2 separate regions of the Sus scrofa genome follow, and region 2 is linked to region 1. Evidence: chromatin contacts called from public Hi-C data. All regions are on one chromosome and are shown on one strand. Each heading gives the region's core, a stretch centred on a gene start, on an enhancer-like site or on the middle of the called end of the contact. The rest is flanking DNA. Distances are from core to core; before and after follow the strand shown.

Region 1 (3,280 bases), core at 212-2,711:
TAAACTCTGCAAAGAGAACCCCAGGCCCCATTGGTCTGGACAGGCCACAGTTTGGGCTCTTAGCTTCGTATTTCTCACAAGCTGTGGAAGACACAAATACCCAAAAGTTCTCCACTTTTAGGAGGCTGGTAACTGGACGCCCCAAAAAGATTGTGTGTGTGTGTGTGTGCCCCACGCATGGGTGGGCGGGCAGACAGTTTACAAACAGTGACGTTTATCCTTTATGGAGAGCTTCTTGTAAGCCAGGATCTCACTTGTCACCACAGCAACCCTACGCGGGGCAAGTCCCTTTCATTTACAGGGAGCCACCAGCAGGAATTCCAGTCCCCGTTCTGCCACTGCTGACTTTCTAGCCTCAGATTCCCCAAAGGTAAATTAACAAGTTGGACCCAGTAAGATCGCATCCACCCAGACATGGAAAACTGTCTAAAAACCACACAAAAGAGGAAGCAATTTTCCACGGCTGGCTTCTCCATACTTGGGGGAAGGGGAGATATCCGGTTCTTCCTCCTAAAACAGAGGCACTAGAGCAGGTCATGCACCCTAAATGTTGTGTTGTTGAACGAACGAATTGATTAATTAGATGCTTGGATGAATCGCCTGGCACCAGTGACAGGGCAGAGCGTGCTTTTGCTGCTGCCCCACAGAGCTGGCTGAACCATAAACAAGACAAGAACGGTTTTAAACATTCACCTGATTTGGACCAGAGATGGGGGGATGTGGGGAGTTCTCAAGCGTGGCCACACACGGAGGACAAGTTATAGCACATCGAGGTGGAGGGGGCCTCGGCCGTCATTGAACACCTGGGCCGTTTTGCAGGCAGGCAAAGGGTTACCAGAGAACTCCTGCGGCTCAACAGCCCTCTGCTGACCGCCCATCGTGCAAAGGGCAGGATGCAAAGCGTGCGGGGAGACTGGGATCTATCAAGCCTCGAGTCGCAGATGACTTCGGTCCGCAAACAACCCCTAATATTCGAGCGAGGCCGGGGACCAGGGGTGCATGAACCGCTCTCCAGGCGGCAGAGGCCATAGAGCAGAGGGCTCTCGGCGGGTGAGTGGCTGGGCGACCCGGAAGGCGAGGCCTGGGGTGCAGTGGAGGGGTCCAGGCTGAGTGACAGCGTCCGGGGTGCGGGGGACGCCGGAAGCGGTAGGGGGCCGGGGGGAACGCCGAGACCCGGCTGGGGCTTGTACCTCTCGCGAGGGTCACGGGCCGGTCCACGAGGAGGTCGAAGATCTTCGTAAGGTAGGTGACAGGGTTGGGCAGCGAGGTCTGCGGCGCCGGCGCCGGCGTGCGGCGCGGGGGCTCAGGGTACACGTCCTTGTCCCAGCTGTCCGGCATGGCGGCGTCGCACAACGGCCTCCGTTCTCGGATGCGTTGCCTTGGCCTCTGCCTTGGTCCCGCGGCCTTGTTCGCCCGCACAAGAGGACACCGCCGGCGGCCGCGCCTGCGCAGAACGGACGGTCGACGCCCGCGAGGCACTATGGGACTTGTAGTTCTCCCAGCGGGCTCGAGGGTGGCCTCGGGAACCGCTTCGAAGCGCGAGCTCCTCCGCGTGGGACTGTGGCGCCACTACACATGCGGCAACGCGTATCGTGTGCTGGACGCTGGTCTCGGCGCTTGGGATAGAGCAGTGAAGGAAGGAGAGATCCCTGATGCAGACGCATCTGCAGATGTCAGATGCAGGAATAAGGGAACCATTCAATTTTTTTTTTTTTTTTTTGTCTTTTTGCCATTTCTTGGGCCGCTCCCGCGCATATGGAGGTTCCCAGTCGGAGCTACAGCTGCCGGCCTATGCCAGAGCCACAGCAACGTGGGATCTGAGCCTGTCTGTGACCTACACCACAGCTCACGGCAACGCAGGATCCTTAACCCACTGAGCAAGGCCAGGGATCGAACCCGCAACCTCACGGTTCCTAGTCGGATTCGTCAACCACTGAGCCACGACGGGAACTCCCCATTCAGTTTCGATGGCAGGCAGACACATGCCAAGTGCAGCAGGTTGGCGAACACAGCTAGGCTCTCCTGGAGAACTCAGGCCAGAAGAGCAAACAAATCATACAAACTACCAAACGCCCTGCTCTTCCAGGAAGCCTTCCTGGATTATCCATTCCCTACAGCCCTCTCTGGGCTTCACTGTGTCTGCCACGGCCCCTCATGGACTGGCTAATGCCAGTGAGCTTGGGCGGGGGATGCTGTTTGGGGCAGCACAGGAGGCAGGGCTTGCCCTCCCCACACCCCTTCTCCCCCAACCAGGAGAAGTGACTCCTACCCTGGGTGCAGGGCACGCTGTTTGGGTTCTGATGGTTCCATCCTGCCCCTGAGTATTGTTGTGCCCCTGAGGGAGCCCCCTAACCAGGGCCCTGCTGGCTACCCTCTGGGATCTCCACACCTGACACAGTTCCTGGCTAGCACCAGGGAGGATGGGTGCTGCTTATTTCCTGCCCAGAGTCTGGGGTCATGGACATGAAGTCATCAGCTTTCCAGAATCACAGAAATCTCAAATCTTCTCATCATGAACTCTTAGAAACTGTCAGGCTCAACGAATCAGCACTGGCCTGTAGCATCCAACTGAACTGGGGACCCAGCAAGGGAAGGCTGAGTCTTTGCTGAGACCCACAGTAACCAGAAGAATATGAGAAAGCAGAATACGGTACTCAGTTAAGGGACAGCGCCAAGATGATGGCTTTCTGCTGCCACCCAACAGTGGACAGACTTGGAGCTCATGCAGCAGAAACAGAAGGCAAACGAAGGAGTTCCCGTCTCTGGGTCAGTGGAAAGGAATCTGCAGCTTGGATCTGGTGTTGCTGCGGCTACGGCTCCGATTGGACTCCTAGCCTGGGAACTTCCATACGCCACGAGTGTGGCCCTGAAAAGACAAATAAATAAATAAATAAATAAAAAGTTTAAGCTCATATAAGTGTCTACATGTCTTTGCTGAACAGGAGAGATGGACACAACATTGTAAATCAACTATTCTTTTTTTTTTTTTTTTTTTTTTTTTTGTCTTTTTAGGGCCGCACCCGCAGCATATGGAGGTTCCCAGGCCAGGACTCAGGAGTCAAATGGGAGCTGTAGCCGCCGGCCTATGCCAGAGCCACAGCAACACAGGATCCAAGCCGAGTCTGCCACCTACACCACAGCTCATGGCAAAACTGGATCCTTAACCCACTGAGCGAGGCCAGGGATCGAACCCGAGTCCTCATGGATACTATTTGGGCTCGTTACTGCTGAGCTACGACAGGAATTCTGTCAATCAACTATAATTTAAAAAAAAGCATCT
Region 2 (3,062 bases), core at 397-2,896, 87 kb after region 1:
AACAATTTTTTTTTTTTTTTGGTCTTTTGTTGTCCTTTTAGGGCCGCACCCGCGACATGTGGAGGTTCCCAGGCTAGAGGTCTAATTGGAGCTGCTGCTGCAGGTCGACGCCAGAGCCCCAGCCACGCCAGATCAGAGCCGCATCTTCAACCTACACTACAGCTCACGGCAGCGCTGGATCCTTAACCCACTGAGCAAAGCCAGGGATTGAACCCGCAACCTCATGATTCCTACTCGGATTCCTTTCTGCTGCGCCACGAGGGGAACTCCAGTTGGTAACAAATTTAAAGAATTTAGTTTTGGGATCTTATTTGCCCCTGATTAGTACTATTATGAACAAAAATTGTAAGTCATTAGATTAAAAAGATTTGCAGATGGTAGTAATTAAAACGCTGGCAAGTGTTTTGTCAGGTTTACCTAAGTCCAATATTTAGCACATCAAATTATACACACAGCGTATATCTCTGTGCGGGAAATGATATAAACATCGGGAAAATAGCATTATGGATCGAGCAACCTGGCCTACTTCACACTCCCCAAGAGATGACCCACGAGGGTCTGCATCCAGCACCACTCCCCTTCTAAACGTCTAATCAGCTCCCCTTCTAAAAGCCTCATCAGCAATCATGAACCCTTTTTTCAAAGCTTTTTAATTTTTGCATTATTTTAGCAGCACCTGTGGCATGTGGAATTTCCCAGCCCAGGGATCAAACCCGCGCCAGAGCAGCAACCAGTGACAACGCCGGATCCTCCCGCTTAGCCATGAGAGAACTCCGCAGTCTCCCTTGTCCCACGCACTCTTCTTTCAATTGAGATACAGCATCAGATGCTGTATAAAAAAAAGTACAGAGAGGCTACTACACCTGATCCACTTTTCCCCAGTCAGAACTTCTTCCGAGATCACAATCAAGTTACTGAGGCAGACACACCCAGTCTTTTTCAGATTTCCCCGGTTTCTCGTCTGTGTGTGTATTCAGCTGCTGCACTTTCCGCTGCATTTCTGCCGTGTTTCAGCGGAAAAGATCCCAAGCATCTTGCTTGGCGCCCGGGTCTTAGCACCCCGGACTCCCACCCCGGACGGCCCTCGAGTCTGAAGGACCAGCTCGCCCCCAGTCTCCCCAAAGCCACGCTCCTCAAGACCTGGACTTGAGAGGGACTGGAAGGAACGGGGCAGGGCCCAAGTCGGAATCAGGGCGCGGGGGCGGAACGTAGGGCGGGAGTGGGTGGAGTCGAAGGGGGGCACAGAGTCAGGGAGTGGGTAGGGTCGGAGGTCGGGGGCGGGACAGAGTCGGCGTGGGTGGAGCCAAGGGTCGAGGGGTGGAGCAGCAGGCCGTGGGTGGAGTCGGAGGTCAGGGACCGGGACAGAGTAAGGGGGTGGGTGGAGCCAGAGGTTGGGGGCGGGACAGACTCGGGGCTAGGATGGAGTGGGGTCTAGGAGTGGGCAGTCAGGCCGTGGGTGGAGTCAGAGGTTTGGGGGCGGGGCAGAGTCGGCGTGGGTGGAGTCGCAGGTCGAGGGGTGGGGGCAGTCAAGCTGTGGGTGGAGTCGGAGGTCAGGGGCGGGACAGAGGCCGTGGGTGGAGCCGGAGATTAGGGGGCGGGGCAGTCAGACCATGGGTGGAGTCGGAGGTCAGGGGGCGGGACAGAGTCAGGGTGGGGGTGGAGGCGGGGCGGGGGCGCGGCCTGCGCTAACGGTCGCTCGGTGGGCCTCACTGGGCGGTGGTCTCCTCTGGCTGTGGGCCGCGCGTTCTGTGGAGAAACAGCCGAACTCAGGCGGGCAGGCGGGTGGAGCCTGTGTAAGCGGGCCGCTCTCGGGGCGCGAGGAGCGTCTGAGTTGGGACGGCGCTCCGGGGAGCTGCCCGCGAGGGCGCTTGACGTGAAGTCGGGGAGCGGCGGGCAGCGGGCTCTCGTCCCTCCCCAGGGCGGGCCTCTGGGCCGGGGCTTCCGTGGCGGGGGCGGCCTTCCCTCCCGGCTGCCCGCGGGCTCGGCGGGTAGTGGCTGAGGCGAGGCCCGCCCGCATCCCGGCCGCCGGTCCGGAGCTCGCTGGGGCCGCCGGGGTCTCCGGAAGCGGGGGGCCGCCGGCGGGTTGGGGTGCGTGGACACGCCCAGGTGCGAAGTGGGCCGACAACGGCCGCTTCCAGTTCGAATCCGGGGGCGGAGTCCCGTGGGGACACGGACAGCTCTGGGGGGTGTGGACGCCGGTGTAGACGCGCAGGTGTGATCCATGCGGAATGTACCCTCGTCCTGCAGGGACTCAACATGAATCCGGGCCGGAGACTGCTCTTAGCTTCCGCGGGGGCCGAGGCTGGTGCTGGACGTTCTGTGGGCGGACAGACGCGCAGGGACACGGGTAGGCGCTTCCAGGAGCCTTCGGAGCAAACCCCCGACCCGGGCCCAGCCCACCTCCCCTCTCCCCCCTTGGCAGCTGGGCTGTGTACCGTCCTTAGAGATTTGCCTTCCGCAGAATGTCACGGAGTTGGAATCATTTTAAAAGACGGGGTGAGCGGGGAGAGTCGCATTTCACGCGGGGTGTGCAGTTCCTGTTTGCCCGGTGCCCGACGTCTCATCCCTAAGGCGCAACCGTGTGAGACGGGCAGGAAGTTACAAACTATGGGAAATGGTATCTGAATGCAAAATATGCATCTTTCTGTCTCTCTGTCTGTCTGTCTGTCTCCATGCCGGGGAGATGTCCAGTGTGATGGCCCGTGGGCCAGTTTTCTTATGGACAACCCCAGAGTGTTTGGAAGTCAGCTAGAATTTCAAAATGCAGAAAACTTGCCAAGTTCCCACTGAAGCCATAAACGAAGAACTACCCTTCTGAAATGGATTTATAAAGATAATTGACCAACTGTTCCCCTCTAAGGGAGAAAATGACCAATTTTGTCTGAGTGTGGCATTCTCCTGTGGCTCAGGGAGTGAAGGATCTGGGATTGTCACTGCTCAGGTTTAGTCTCTGGCCTGGGGACTTTCACATGCTGTGGGCGCAGCCAAAAAGGAAAAAAAAAAAAAAAAAGCTTTGGTTTGTGATGGAAGTTTGGGGGAAATTCCATGTACAGCAATGACTG

The links. Hi-C and Micro-C count contacts between places; a contact is called where the count stands out from the background.
Region 2: a contact with region 1 is called in a Hi-C map of embryonic fibroblasts, with 3 times the contacts expected there. The contact joins the promoter of MEIOB here to the promoter of NDUFB10 in region 1. A contact is called at or near these places in 4 of 5 promoter capture datasets (fetal liver, liver and skeletal muscle), 9 of 47 Hi-C or Micro-C datasets (adipose tissue, blood, embryonic fibroblasts and 3 more) and 2 of 2 datasets of contacts at active chromatin or transcription factors (alveolar macrophages and skeletal muscle).

What each region holds. Positions count from the first base shown.
Region 1 is chr3:40,004,189-40,007,468 of Sscrofa11.1, forward strand. NDUFB10 (NADH dehydrogenase [ubiquinone] 1 beta subcomplex subunit 10) reads right to left here and starts at 1,462. Exons shown (of 4, transcript XM_021086798.1): 1 at 1,191-1,462; 2 at 1-6. The coding sequence starts at 1,338. It overlaps RPL3L (60S ribosomal protein L3-like), which reads left to right and starts at 719. Exons shown (of 9, transcript XM_021086793.1): 1 at 719-1,050. The coding sequence starts at 1,000.
Region 2 is chr3:40,091,043-40,094,104 of Sscrofa11.1, forward strand. MEIOB (meiosis-specific with OB domain-containing protein) reads left to right here and starts at 1,647. Exons shown (of 15, transcript XM_021086801.1): 1 at 1,647-1,793; 2 at 2,248-2,347. The coding sequence starts at 2,257.